2 separate regions of the Mus musculus genome follow, and region 1 is linked to region 2. A link is a contact called in public HiChIP or PLAC-seq data. All regions are on one chromosome and are shown on one strand. Each heading gives the region's core, a stretch centred on a gene start, on an enhancer-like site or on the middle of the called end of the contact. The rest is flanking DNA. Distances are from core to core; before and after follow the strand shown. Region 1 holds the start of Sptb (spectrin beta, erythrocytic). Region 2 overlaps Tex21 (testis expressed gene 21).

Evidence for each region. HiChIP or PLAC-seq counts read pairs in DNA pulled down with a chosen protein or histone mark.
Region 1: an H3K4me3 HiChIP or PLAC-seq map of forebrain shows a contact between it and region 2, with 3 times the contacts expected there. The contact joins the promoter of Sptb here to the enhancer-like site in region 2. A contact is called at or near these places in 6 of 39 promoter capture datasets (the 3T3-L1 cell line, HPC-7-derived erythroid cells, hippocampal neurons and 2 more), 3 of 484 Hi-C or Micro-C datasets (cortical neurons and myocytes) and 1 of 115 datasets of contacts at active chromatin or transcription factors (forebrain).

The regions. Positions count from the first base shown.
Region 1 is chr12:76,707,998-76,714,585 of GRCm38.p6, forward strand. Sptb (spectrin beta, erythrocytic) reads right to left here and starts at 2,550. Exons shown (of 36, transcript NM_013675.3): 1 at 1,938-2,550.
Region 2 is chr12:76,195,402-76,201,955 of GRCm38.p6, forward strand. Tex21 (testis expressed gene 21) reads right to left here. Exons shown (of 10, transcript NM_019784.5): 10 at 3,286-3,550. The coding sequence ends at 3,392. Among named protein-coding and RNA genes, the nearest start is that of Esr2, 21 kb to the left of the region's middle. Within about 2 kb of position 1,405, at least 232 of the 459 cell types and tissues checked have an H3K27ac peak or open chromatin away from gene starts, as enhancers often do. A contact at or near this core is called in forebrain, hippocampal neurons and liver, where this site is marked.

The DNA.
Region 1 (6,588 bases), core at 1,300-3,799, 510 kb after region 2:
GACACTGACATTAGTTCAAAGCTTTCGCTCACACCTAGTTTCCATAAAATAGCCACATTCATTTTGTCAAGCGTGATGGCAGGTGGGAGTCAGCCCCCTATTACGCCTTCAGCCCCAAGCGAACAATCCAACAGGTGTGTTGGTTCCACCGGACACCTTCAGAACACCTACACAAAGCAATGACCAGAGCAAAAAGCGGTATCCCAGCTCTCCCCTGGGCAAGTCACTGGGGAGAACTCAACATGCCTGCGCAGCAAGGCCCAGCCTGAATGCCTGGGAGTTTTTGGGTGCTTTCAATTCCTTGAGTGGACTCTATGTCTTCAGAGAACTCAAGATTAACTGGACTGGCTCATCCCCAGCCACTACCACTGGGCCACTGATAAAGGGAGGTGCACCAGCAAAAGGGTCCCTCTCCTTTCAACTGTGCTTTACTCAACACTGGAATGTGATAACACTTTGTATAAACGATTGGCCTCATCTGGAGATTGGTGGGCTCTTCTCTGTTCTAAGTTTACTGTTCCTTTTGTTAGCTAGTCCCCAAGCCTCTGTGGGTGCTGGGCATTCAGTACATAGTGAACAAACAGTCTACACTTGTAAGAGTTTCCCATAACATTCTGGAAATCAGGGCTCATTGGAAAAGCATATGAAGTCTGATCCTGGAATAGGAGATGACTACCCTGGGTCGTAGTCATAGAGCAGTGAAAAGAGAATTCTAGATTAAAATTCTGAGCGATCCGTGACGCTAAGGATAGCCTAAGAGAACAGCTTAAATGTGCCTCGATTTTTTTTTCTTCCCTGAAGGCTCCTCTCATTCAGGAGCTATCTGAATCACCTCCCTTGGAAACTGAACTATATACATCCATTGCACAGGCAGGGGTTTTGTGTGGCTGCCTCCTAGCGTGGAGGTGACAGCCGTATCCTCTCCCCACTGAAGTTCTTAGTAAAAAAGAGACCATCACTATATAATCCCATCCCACCCTGCCGGATGCATCTAAAACAATGGCTTCTTTCCATATCCCTTCAGTGAGTTAAGGGTGTTATTAACTGTAGCACCTCTAATTGCTCACTGAAAACAGTGGTTTGGATATTAATAGACTATAAATCAAGGCCCTACCTAAGGCTTGTTGTCACGGAAACTGTACTCAAGCCTCGTAGCTATTTCCCCTTTGGGAAGTCTGGGTAAGTTGGTGGGACTTGAGGATTGTGTTAGAGCTCTTGTTTCTTCCATTTTCTGCTATTTCTCCGGGGCCAAGTTGCTGGAACTGGCACGAAGGGTAACCGTAGAGTGGGCAGTAGCTTGGAGATAAGGAACTCAAAGGGAAAAGGTGGGGGTCCTTGAAGTATAGTCCTGGGACACTTGATCTCTCCCTTCTCAGTCTACACTGGGCCACTCTGCACGTCCTGCCTGACATCCTGAGGCCCGGCCCCCTCTGCTGCCCTGAACTGTCCTCCCAGCCTTGGCACTGGGCAGCCCTGGAGCGCGCTAGCCAAGTTCCAGAAGAGGATCCGACACGCCCGGGGGTTTGAGAAACCAGGCAGCAGGAGGCACAGACGCGGACAGTCCTTAGACCGACGACAGGCAGCCCCCCCCCCCAACTTTGCTCCCAGGCGAGGGTCCTGGGGGAGGCGGCCAAGAGCACAAACCCCCCAAACCCACTCCCCGTGCCCCACGGCGACACTCTACTAGCTGGCTTCCCAAAGCTAGCGCCCTGCTCGCCCAGCGCCTGCGAAACCCACGCGGGTTCCCGCGTCCCGGGGTGACGACTGCCGCAGCCGCCAGGGCCTCCTGGGCTCCTCACCCCTCCCGCCCCGTGCTAGGCACCCGGGGCCAGGCCCCCACCGGGCTGTCGCGTCACCCGCCCCCTGGGCCCCGCACTCCCCGGCGCTGGCTCCGGGGCACCCAGCTCCCTCCCGTCGCGCGGCCCTCGGGGACTCACCTGCGCTGGGGCTGAAGCGGCGGCTACCCCGAGCCCGGGGGCGGCGGCGCAGGGGGAGGAGGGCAGCACGGGGCTCCTGGCACAGTGGCCGCCGGGCGCCTGGTGCAGCGGAGCCGCGGACCCGCCCAGAGATATAAATAACATTATCTGAGGAGGGACATTCCTGCCGGGGGACATCGCTGCTGCCGGGACCAGATAGTCCCGCGGCGGGGGCGGGGAGGCGGGGCTGCAGCCTCCCGCAGCGCCAGGCCCGCCTTCCCCACCCACTCCTGCACCTGCCAATCAGACTGCGCGCCCGGGGGCACCTGCCTAGCCGCTAGCGCCGCCGCCGCTGGGACCTGGGACGCCAGGGTCCTCTCTCACCTCCCCTGATCCCGCACACACAGAGCCCCTTGCCACGGGAAGAGGACTCGACTCTGCTGCTCCGGCCTAATTTGTGTGCCCGGAGCCGCAAGCTGGCGGCGAAAAGGAGTCCTCCCAGCCTTTCCCGCCTAGCGTCCCTGCAGACTACGATCTGGTTTTGAAAAAACATCTAAAGACCCGTTTAGGCCATAGGGTGGGTGAGGAGGGCGCCCCGGCTGTAATGCCCCTCCGGAGATAGGCTGGAAGGGACAGATTGTTCCCGCGGGCGGGTTACGTTAGAAAGCGCGCTCCCGGCCGGCTACAACCGGCTGGTAGTAGGAGCAGACGCTGGGAGCACAGGGGGTGGGCACTGGGCCGAGGCCCCCGCCCCCAGCCTGCGGGCTGGAGGCCGCGGCTCCTGCTTGTAAGCAAGGTACTGTCCCGGAGAACCCGGCTGTGCTGGTTGGTGGCGCTCAGCCTACAGTTGCATATTGCAGGGTCCATAATCAACAGGCAAGCCAGCATACCAGCCCACCTGCACCATCCTGTGAGCCCGGGTCTCCGGGCAAGACCCTGCTTTCTCACTGCAAGCTTTGGTAGGGTGGTGTACAGCAGGCCAGAGGAGATGCTAGAACCAAGGGTGTCAAGTACATCTGCGACTAGGGAGGGTGACACACGGACGAACACGGGCGGCTTGCAAGGCAGGCTATTTCCTTGACTTTTTAACAATACAAGGTCATCGCTCTGTAATGTTGGTTGCGTGCCTTGCTGTACCTTTCCTTGTTTTATTTTTATGGGGGGGGGGGAGGGGCGGCCCTCCATACGCTGTGCCTGGGATGGTCTCTCACAGACTATCAACCCGGGTAATCGCAAGTGTAATGGAGACACCAGTGGCGATTAAAAAGAGCATAGATGCAGAAGGGAGCTTTAACTTTGATGCTCCCCGGAATTCTTAACAGGAAACAGCCTTTCTCTTGACTTGTTTGCTTGAGTGTATAATTACGCTGTTTTCTAGGATTCATGAGCAAAGTGTGTTGAGTTGCCAGATGTTCAAGCTTAGTATTGGGTATTAAAGGTACGCAAAAGATATTTCACTGCCTGCTGCCGTCACACTTCTTTTGAGAGTAGGTATTTGGACAGTAAAAATGCTAATTGGGACAAAATCCACAGGTATTAAAAAGCCATAGAACTCTTCCCTCCCCTTTTGCCTGAGTTCTTATTACATACTAATTTCCCAAATGGCATCAGTATTACAAGGAAAATGACACACCGGCCTGGGCTATCCTAGAGGTTAACAGCGACCTCCCACCTCCTTCCCCCACTCAGACCATCTAGCAATTCTCTGTAGTGAGCAAGAGCTGTAGATCTTAAGCAAAGCACACATTTAGCACTCCAAAGGCCCTGGGACTCCCCAATATCCTCCAGCACCACCCCAAACCATTTGCTTTGCTTGTTGTTGAGTTCAAAATCATCTTTTTAGGAACTAATTCCTGGCAAAAACAAAAAACAGGCCAACTTCAAAAGCTGAGACTTAGATATCACAAGTAGAAATCCTTGATCTATTTTTGAAAGAAAAAGGGAGGGTTGGAATTATGTATTTATGTGTTTTAAACCGTGTGTGAATAAACTTATTAAATAAATTCATGAATCCCAGAATTGCAGCTTTGCAGCTACGTAATTATATATTAGAGGAAACAGATAATTCTTAGCTATAGGCTTGAGGCTCTGAACTGAATGGTTGCACACATATTTTCCTTTGGAGCGTTCAAATTTATAATTTTCAACCACAAGAAAAAAATGAATATGACGACGACAAACGCTCCAAAGCAACAGACAGATTAGTCCAAGATTTTACAAACCAGCTCTTCTGCTGTGGCTATCTCGACTTTAGCTGAACGATAAATAATTCAATACAACCTCATTTGCTGCAGATCCTGTTATCCTGACAACATCCCCAAATGCTTCCCAGCTAATAGAGTTACAGTGACATGATAAATCAGAGCCCAGTGAGAGAGGAAGTTTAGAAGTGCAGAGAGAAAGGGCATTGCACAAGCACAGGAATGAGAAATTCGGGACAGTGTGGGGGAGGGAGGGGGGACACTGATAGAAAGGTTCACTATCAAGGTCATTGTTGAGACAGAGCGTCTTCAGGGGCCTTCTTAGAAAACTGTACAGTATCTATAAAGTATCGTTGAGAATTCTCTACAGGAGATAAAGATGGACCTTCATCTTCATTGGTCAAAGGACTGTCCCTGCCCATCTTGACAACCTGGATTTCCAAGGTTCCCTGTAAGCTTCCCTAGTTAATCTGCAGCTTTGGAAGAGTTCTGGGACCCGAAGGGAGAGCTTAAGACTTTAGTAGATGCTGTGAGCCAAGGTTTGGGAGGAAGCCTTCAGAGACTGAGTGCCCAGCTCTAGCTGAAATCAATAGGTGAGGCTAAGGGGGTGGATGTAAGTAAGGACACTAGAGTCGTCTAACTATAGGGGGATGTCTGCTAGTCTCCTTCTCCTTCATAGTCTCTCTCTCTCTCTCTCTCTCTCTCTCACACACACACACACACACAGTTCTTTGAGAATTCCTTACATGTCTGCATCATATTCACTCCCCCAGCTCTTCTCAGAACCACTCCCTTTTCTTTAACCTCCCTCCCCCAATTTTATGCTTTTATGCCTTCCCCCAACCCTTTAAGATTAATTTGTGCTGCCCAAATATGCTATTTTTATTGAACCACAAAGCCAAAGCTATTTAAGTAAACCACTTTGAATTAAACATGAACATATATATTAGAAAGATACTCAAAAGCAAATGCAAAGCTAACCCTGACTAATTCAAGTCCTTAGTGGCAATAATGAAGGAATCAAGAATTCATGATACTAGCACGTACTATACCCTTTAACTGAGCTCCAGTCCAGGAAAGGAAACCGAATTTTCCTTCCCATGTCTGGGATTACCTAAGGGTGCCACTTCCTTCTCAGTGTGCAGACAAGAGAGAAGCAGTAAGGCTAATTTCTCAAGCACACCACTGAGAACCAGGAGGGGCTGAGGACTGGGGCTCAACCCTTTGCCCTCATGCCTCAGACTCCTAACGGCTCCCCCATCCTCCCATTTTTGTTCTCTTTCGATTCTTTTTCCACGTAGCAGCCAAATTCTACTCTAAGAAGGAAATCTGATTGTGCCACTCGGTTACATTAAATCACCCGTGGCTTCCCAATACTTTCAGGATACAGTGCTAAGCACTTAGCACATGAGACAAAATCAGTAAAGATAAAATGAGTGAATAAGTGAACAAATCAGGAATTAAATGAGGTTGCAATCTTGGAGGCCAACCTGAGAAGTCAATAAAAATCTTTTTTTCCCTCTGGGTTATAGATACATTATATGTAACTTGTTTGTTTGTTTGTTTGTTTGTTTGTTTGTTCGAGACAGGGTTTCTCTGTATAGCCCTGGCTGTCCTGGAACTCACTTTGTAGACCAGGCTGGCCTCGAACTCAAAAATCCGCCTGCCTCTGCCTCCTGAGTGCTGGGATTAAAGGCGTGCGCCACCACACCCAGTTATATGTAACTTTTACAGGAGGTTCACGTTGGAATAAGCTTGTCTGAATGAATTCCCATTCTCTGAGATGTAAATGACACTACTGTGGCTGAATTTTACCAGCTCCTGCACTCCTGCTGCTCGCCATGCCTAACTTACTGTCTGTTGGGGAGAACGGTGGGGGCGGGGGGGGGGGCTAGTTTAACTAAGGAGACCTTGCGCTCAGTACTACCTCCCAGCTCACTCAAGTCTCACGGACAACAAGGTAAAGCAAACACTGACAGTTCAGGTGGGTGGACTCTTACTGCTGCTTTTCAGTCATGGTCCTCAGATAGAAACCCCATTCCAGACCCCAAGCTTCAGTAAGCCTAGATCTTGAGCACACAAGATTAAGGCCACAGGAAGGTAGATCAAATGCAGTATAAGGAATGAGTTAATGCTTTGACACTAACTCTGTCTTAAGTCTTCCAGAGAAGATATTCTATAGGTGGATAATCAAGAGTACCTTAGCTCAAAACCTCTGTTTTCACCTTTTATCAATATTTATCAGTCAGGGACTCAGACCACGAGGAGGAGAATTTATAATTTACAAATTGACTTTGAGGTGGCTGGAGAGAGGGCTCAGCAGGTGAGGGCACTTTCTATTCTTAAAGAGGACCCAGGCCAGTCATGGAGGCAACACATTTGTACGCATCAAATAAATAAATTTAAAGAAATTGCAATTGAGTTTATTATAAGGAATGACAAGCTACCATTCTAACAATTCAACTAATTAA
Region 2 (6,554 bases), core at 155-2,654:
CACCCACACAGTAGCTCACAACGTTACCTATCACTCCAGTCCCAAGGGATCCAATACTCTCTTCTGATTTCCTTTGGCATTGCATGCACCTCATGCAAATGCATACACGCAGGCACCCACATATACACATAGAGTAAATAAATGACTTAAGATAAACACACGCACAGCTGGTGAGGTAGAGGTACACGGATCTCTGTGAGTTAGAGGCCAGTTGGTCTACATAGCCAATTCCCAGGCCATCCTAGGCTACATACTAGATGGCTCAGAGGTTGTGAGCACTGGCTGCTCCTGCAGAAGACAAGGGTTCAGTTCCCAGCACCCACATAGCAGTTCCCAGCTGCTTGTAAGTCCAGGTCCAGGGGACTCAACACTTTCTGGCCTCCACAGGCACCAGGCACACAACACGGAACACTCACAAATATATAGACACTCACATATACACGTAAAATAAAAATAAGAATTTTTTAAAAGTAATAAGCTGCGCATGGTGGCACAGCCTGTAATGCCAGCCCTTGGAAGGAAAACAATCTCTGTGAGTTTAAAGCCAGCTTGCAGAGCTGAGTACACGTACAGCTTAGGGGAACCTTGCACACGGAGCACATGCAGAGTTGTAGCCAGCACTGCAAGGTTCTGGAAAACTTCCCAGCATTTAGAGTCAGACCCCAGTCTGGCTGATCTGAGAGAAAATGCGAAGCCGCCAGGAGCCAAGACAGGGAAATCACCTGCCTGCTGCGACAGAGACCAACAGGCACGCAACTCTGCCCCGCCCAACACCCCGCCCGGGCAGCGCCCTGACACCACCCCCACACCCTGATTGGCTGGAATCCAGGCACGTTTTGTTGCCAGGTCTTCGATGGACACAAGAGCAGTCCGCCTGCGCAGGCTCAAGTCGGGTAAAACTGGCTTTGCCGCACTGTTGGGATCTTCAGGACCTCAAGTTTTGTAGCAACCCGAAAGCAAATTCTGAGCAGGAAGGTGGCCTTAGCCTAGATGGCCATTTGAGTTTTCTGACCCGCAGGCAAGGACATTGGGTAGGGTCCCTCCATGTGGAAGGGAACACTTAGAGTTGAAGGCCAGCGGACAGTGAAGGAGGAGAATTTTGGGAAACCCCTGGCTGTAAAACCTAACGACTCCTACGATGACCGCCAAAGAACAGAAGCAGAATACAATGTCTCAGGGCTGTGCCTTCTAGCTCAGGTGCTTCTGGTACCACAAGATCCTGTAATTACAGAAAGTGTTTTGTCAGAGTAATTGAAGCTGCCCACAACCCCATCATTAGAACTCAGAGATCCAAGTCACATTTATTATCTTGAGATAATGTTAAGATTCTAAGCAGCTCCAGCCTTGAAGCAAGCTGTTCGTTCAGCAATGATCCAGAGCTTTTTGTACCTCTGTCTCCCTCTGCTGTTTGATTCGGGACACTGCAGTCCTCTGTGATTCTTTTATTCGCGAGGAAGGGCTGACTGTGGAAAGACCTAAGGCTTCTGTGCTTTGGAGCCAGCTTTCTGTCTTTTGTTTGGGTTGTAGCTGGCAGCATGTGTACTGATCTCAGGCAGCCTGCAGCGCAAGCAGTCAGGAGACCTGGTCTGGCTGTCCTGTGTCCTGTGTAGACAAGGAGGATGTGGGGAAGCGAACACAGAAAGGCTCCTTTGGGCATAGATACCCACATCAGCTCACTGTCTCTGCAAAACAAAACAAAACAAAACAAAACAAAACAAAACAAAACAAAACAAAACAAAAACAAAAAACAAAAAAACTACCGTACAGGCAGTTGCACTCCAGGGTCCCCTGTCCATCTCTAGGCTGAGTGAATCCGACCCTGGCGCTGCCCAAGTCCCAGCTCTGGGCTGGGGTGCTGCCCCTGGCTGTAGCTGTCTGCCTGGGGCTTGAGGACGGAGCCTCTCTGGAGCTCTCTGTAGTCGCCTCATACAGAGTCAACAATCCACACACTGCTGCAGCCTTAGATGGATGCCCCAGCCATTTATTCGGGGGTGGGGGTCGGGGCAATGGACTTTTCTCTCAGGTTAGTCAGTAAATGCTGCATAAGACGATATGCAGTGAGCTTTCATAATTACACTAAAGAAAGATATAGGCTTGGGACAACTTTGTGTTCAAGGAAACCTTCAGTTCCAAGGATGAAGCCACAGGTGTGCACACGATAAGGCAAGCCCATGTAAAACCTGTTGTTGGAACTTAGAATGAGCTTAGAGAAGGAAACACTGCTTTGAACTTGTTCTTCATACCTTTCTGAAACTCCCTTTTTATGGAACATTTTATCTATAAAGTAATTCTTTCTTACATAGAGAACTTTTTGTCTAAAACGCTATAAAAAGGCTGATAGCAATAAAGAAAGGTGGTGTAGCTGTTTTCCACTTCACCCAAAGTGTGTGTGTGTGTGTGTGTGTGTGTGTGTGTGTGTTCTCTGTGTGAGTGACTTCTTTCCCTTTTCTCTTTTCTTTCCTTTCCTTTCCTTTCCTTTCCTTTCCTTTCCTTTCCTTTCCTTTCCTTTTTTCTTTTTTCTTTTCTTTTCTTTCTGGTTCAAAAAGTGTTAACGAGCTCTGAGCCTCTCAGAGGCTTCTAGCTGACTTGCCCGAGAAAGGAGCAGCAGCAAGAAATCCTTTTTGTAATTTCCCGGTGTTTATTTAAGCATTAAGAGTCAAGTTTGTTTGTTTGTTTGTTTTGGGGTTTTTTTTTTGGTTTTGTTTTTTGGTTTTTTGGTTTGTTTGTTTTTTTGTTTTTGTTTTTGTTTTTGTTTTTTTAGTGCTTGTGGAAGGCACAGAATAATAACAAAGAGTTAAGATTCCCCCAGAGTTTATTTAAGCACAAAGTGTTAAGTTTCCCCAGTGCTTCTTTAAGCACAGAGAGTTGAAGAGAAAAGAAGCCAGCAGTTTTCAGCCACAGAATAAGTACGAGAGTGTTAAGTTTCCAGAAGCCGTCAGCTTCCAGCCCCCAGCAGTCAGGGAGAATGACAAGGCTGGAGGCCGTCAGTCTTTGGGCTTCTATCAACTCTTCCACCTCAGCTCCAAACTCCAAAGGCCAGGCCGGGCCCAGGCACCAAAGAGGGTCGTTTATCCAATAAACCACTCATTCAAGACACGGGCTATCGACTACAATTATAAATAGTACAGCTAATTATATGTTTATGGTGCATATCCTGCTTGAATGCAGTCAGTAAAAGCAATTAGATAAGTGTCATATATCTCAAGTGACAATACAGACTAAGCCAGAAATAATAGAAAGATCATCCCAAAGTGGAGTAAACTCCAAGCACAGGAGAGAAGAGATTTTTTAGTTGAAATGTTGCAATTTTATTCACAATGTAGCTATTTTCTGGGTGCTGTAGGAAACAGCTGTGTATAACTTCTTAACCGCATATAGAGGTAGATCTTGCTCACTTGGCCTGACCAGGCTCACAGTGAGAAGCCATCTTTGATCTTTTAGAAATTTCATAAATTTGGACGACAAGCTTCAGCCGATTAATGACATCCTTGTCTGCTGTTTTCATGTTAAATCCCAGCATCTTCATGATGGCTTCCCGGAAGTCAGCAAGCTGAAAAGAACCACCACACAGATCAGTATGCGACTGCTGAGCCGCCCACTCATCTTGTACGATGCAATTGGTATACTCTGCAATTTAGCTTTATGAAAATTTCCTTAATGCAATATGTCTAAGGTAGTAAAGGGTCCTGCTGTGCAGCTAAGCTAGCCTTGAACCCACCTTCTTCCTCCCAGTCTCCCAAGCACTGCAATTACAACCTGGCTTCACGCCATGTGGTATTTTCAAGGTAGAAAAATCCTTTCTATTTACAAGAATTCTTTAAAATTTCCTGTGCATTTTTATCTCTTTTTCTCATTTTTCCCAATTTTATTACTACTTATTATATTTTGCTCATAATGTAATTACTTTCTTTTACATTTATTTGTACATACATACATGCATGTGGAGGTCAGAGGCCATCATATTTATTTATTTATTTATTTATTGTATTGTATTGTATTTGAGTACAATGTAGCTGTCTTCAGACACACCAGAAGAGGGCATCAGATTCCATTACAGATGGTTGTGAGCCACCATGTGGTTGCTGGGAATTGAACTCAGGACCTCTGCAAGACCAGTCAGTGCTCTTAACCACAGAGCCATCTCTCCAGCCCCCAGAGGGCATCTTTCAGAAGTCAGTTCTCTCCTTCTACCATGTGTCTTCCCAGGATTGAACACAGGCTGGCAGGGTTAATAGCAAGCAAGCATCTTTACCCACTGAGCCATCTTGGCAGCATGTTTTTGTAGCCATACTTTTTGTGTTCTGTTACTCAGCTTAGCCTTATAATTCCTGGGCTGGAGGGACTCATGAGCCTCAGTCTCCCAAACTGGGGACTGTCAGCATGTGCTACTGGGTTAACAAACTGCCTTTTGAGCTACTAATTTGTTTAATGATAATGGCCTTCCTCAATGCATATTTCTCAATCCATTCAAGGCCAAAGAGATCAACAAGGACAGCAAATAAGAAAACAGCCGCAAAGCTAACAGAAAACTACAGCTTTCACCATGCCCGTGAGGGGGGATATGGATATCCCAAGCCAGCAGAGGCAGCACCAGAGGGCCATAAACTCGATTTCCACTGGTGTAGAACACAGTCACAATGCCAAGAACAAGTCTGAGCCCCGCAGGATCAGCACACTGACCTGTGGGGAATGAAAAGGTTTGAGACCAGTAATAGTGACTCTAGAAAACAGAGTTTCTGCGGGGAGGCTGCAGAGTGCTTGCAAGGGAGAGGCAGCTAGCAGAAAAGAGGAACGATGGAACTAAGGGATAATATAAAAAGAGTGTTACAGAAGGAAATGTCATACACACCCTCTGCCTTCAAATAAAGACTTGTAATACTTGCCCCTGTAATACCAGCCACAGTTCAAAGTCTTCCTGGGCTACAAAAGGAGTTCCAGGCCAGCTCTGACAACTGAGTGAGACCCTGTCTCAGGAGGGAAAGGTTAAGGACTGGGTTCAGAGGTCAGAGGCAGTGAGCTTTCCTAGCATCTGCAAGGCCCCCTGCAGATACCTCAAAAACCAGAAAAGTAAAGAGCACCCTTGCTTTAACAACAGAAGAGGGCAGTGCTCAGCTGGAAATAACCACGTATCTTAGTGGAACCAACCGTGGAAGGTGCTCTAAACCAGAAATGTGGAGAGAGCTGGGCAACTGCAAGGGTTTGAATGTGAATGGGGGTAGAGAGGCTGCTCAGCGCTTAAGAGCACATATTCCTCTTCTAGAGGACCGGAGTTCAAGTCTAAGCATACATGCCAGGTCCTGAGTTCAATTCCCAGCAGCCACATGATGGCTCACAATCATCTGTGATGGATAGGTGACTCTGGCCTCAGCGAGAGTACCACACATACATGGCGTATGCTCACACAGACATTACACGTGATTAAGAATAAAGTAAATCCTTTGAAAATATAAAGTGATAGACAATGGTAAGTTATATGGAACTGCTTTAGGACAGAAATGAAAAGACAGCACCATTCTAACCTGTTCAGGTGATAAAATGCATCCCAATACAAACACATACACACACATGTACACACAAGTACACACATACACGCACACATATACACACATGCATATGTGCACACACATATACGCATGCATGCATGGGCACACACACAACACCCATGGACCATGACACCCATGTTCAGATGCAGCACTTTGGCAGAATGAAATTATCAATTAAGAAATTTCAGACACGGAGAGGATATTTTAAGACTGAAGTGTATTTGGAATAGAGTTGGCTAAAGACTATGACCAAGGGGTCTCTTGGATAGGGATGGCTGAGTCAAGAAATAGCTGCAGGAAATCGCCTCAGAGATGAAGCATAAAAGAGCATGCCCAAGAAGGAGAGATGTGACTGACGGTCCTGAGGGGACATGTGGGAGCAAAAGCAAGCTAGAAAACACACATGCAGAAAAGAGAAAACAGTAAAGAGAAAATGCCAGCATGGCTACCTGCCAGTGTATCCTACAACAATGGCTCAATTTCTAATTACTTAAGCAACTACTATGGAAATACAACATATACTTAATCGCCCCAAACTATCACGAGGCCCCCTGGGTTTGACCCCCAATACTACCAAAAATGTTTATATGTTTTGCTTTATAAATAAAGTGATGTTAATAGAAACTCTCAGAAAAAAAAAAAAGCCATACCTATGTTAAACATTGTACAAGGCTGACTCTTGCAGGTGCAGAGACAAATTATCCTTGCTGTCTTGTTCTCTCCAGTAACATTTACTGTCCATCTTTTTGTGACTATTAGGGAAACTCTTTTAGAATGTACAAGAGGCCCCTTGCTCCCACCAATGCAGAGGCTAAGAATGGCATCAAATAGCATCTGAGACGGAAAGCAGTGATTTCCGACTTCACTGTACAACATGCCTACCTGAAACAAACACGTGCCTGTGGTAGAACCACTTGAAGCTTATCTCTGACTAGGTTACAAATAAATGAGACTCAGACTATGGTTATTTTATTTGGCTTTGACAATTACTGAGGGGCCACCCCAATCTAC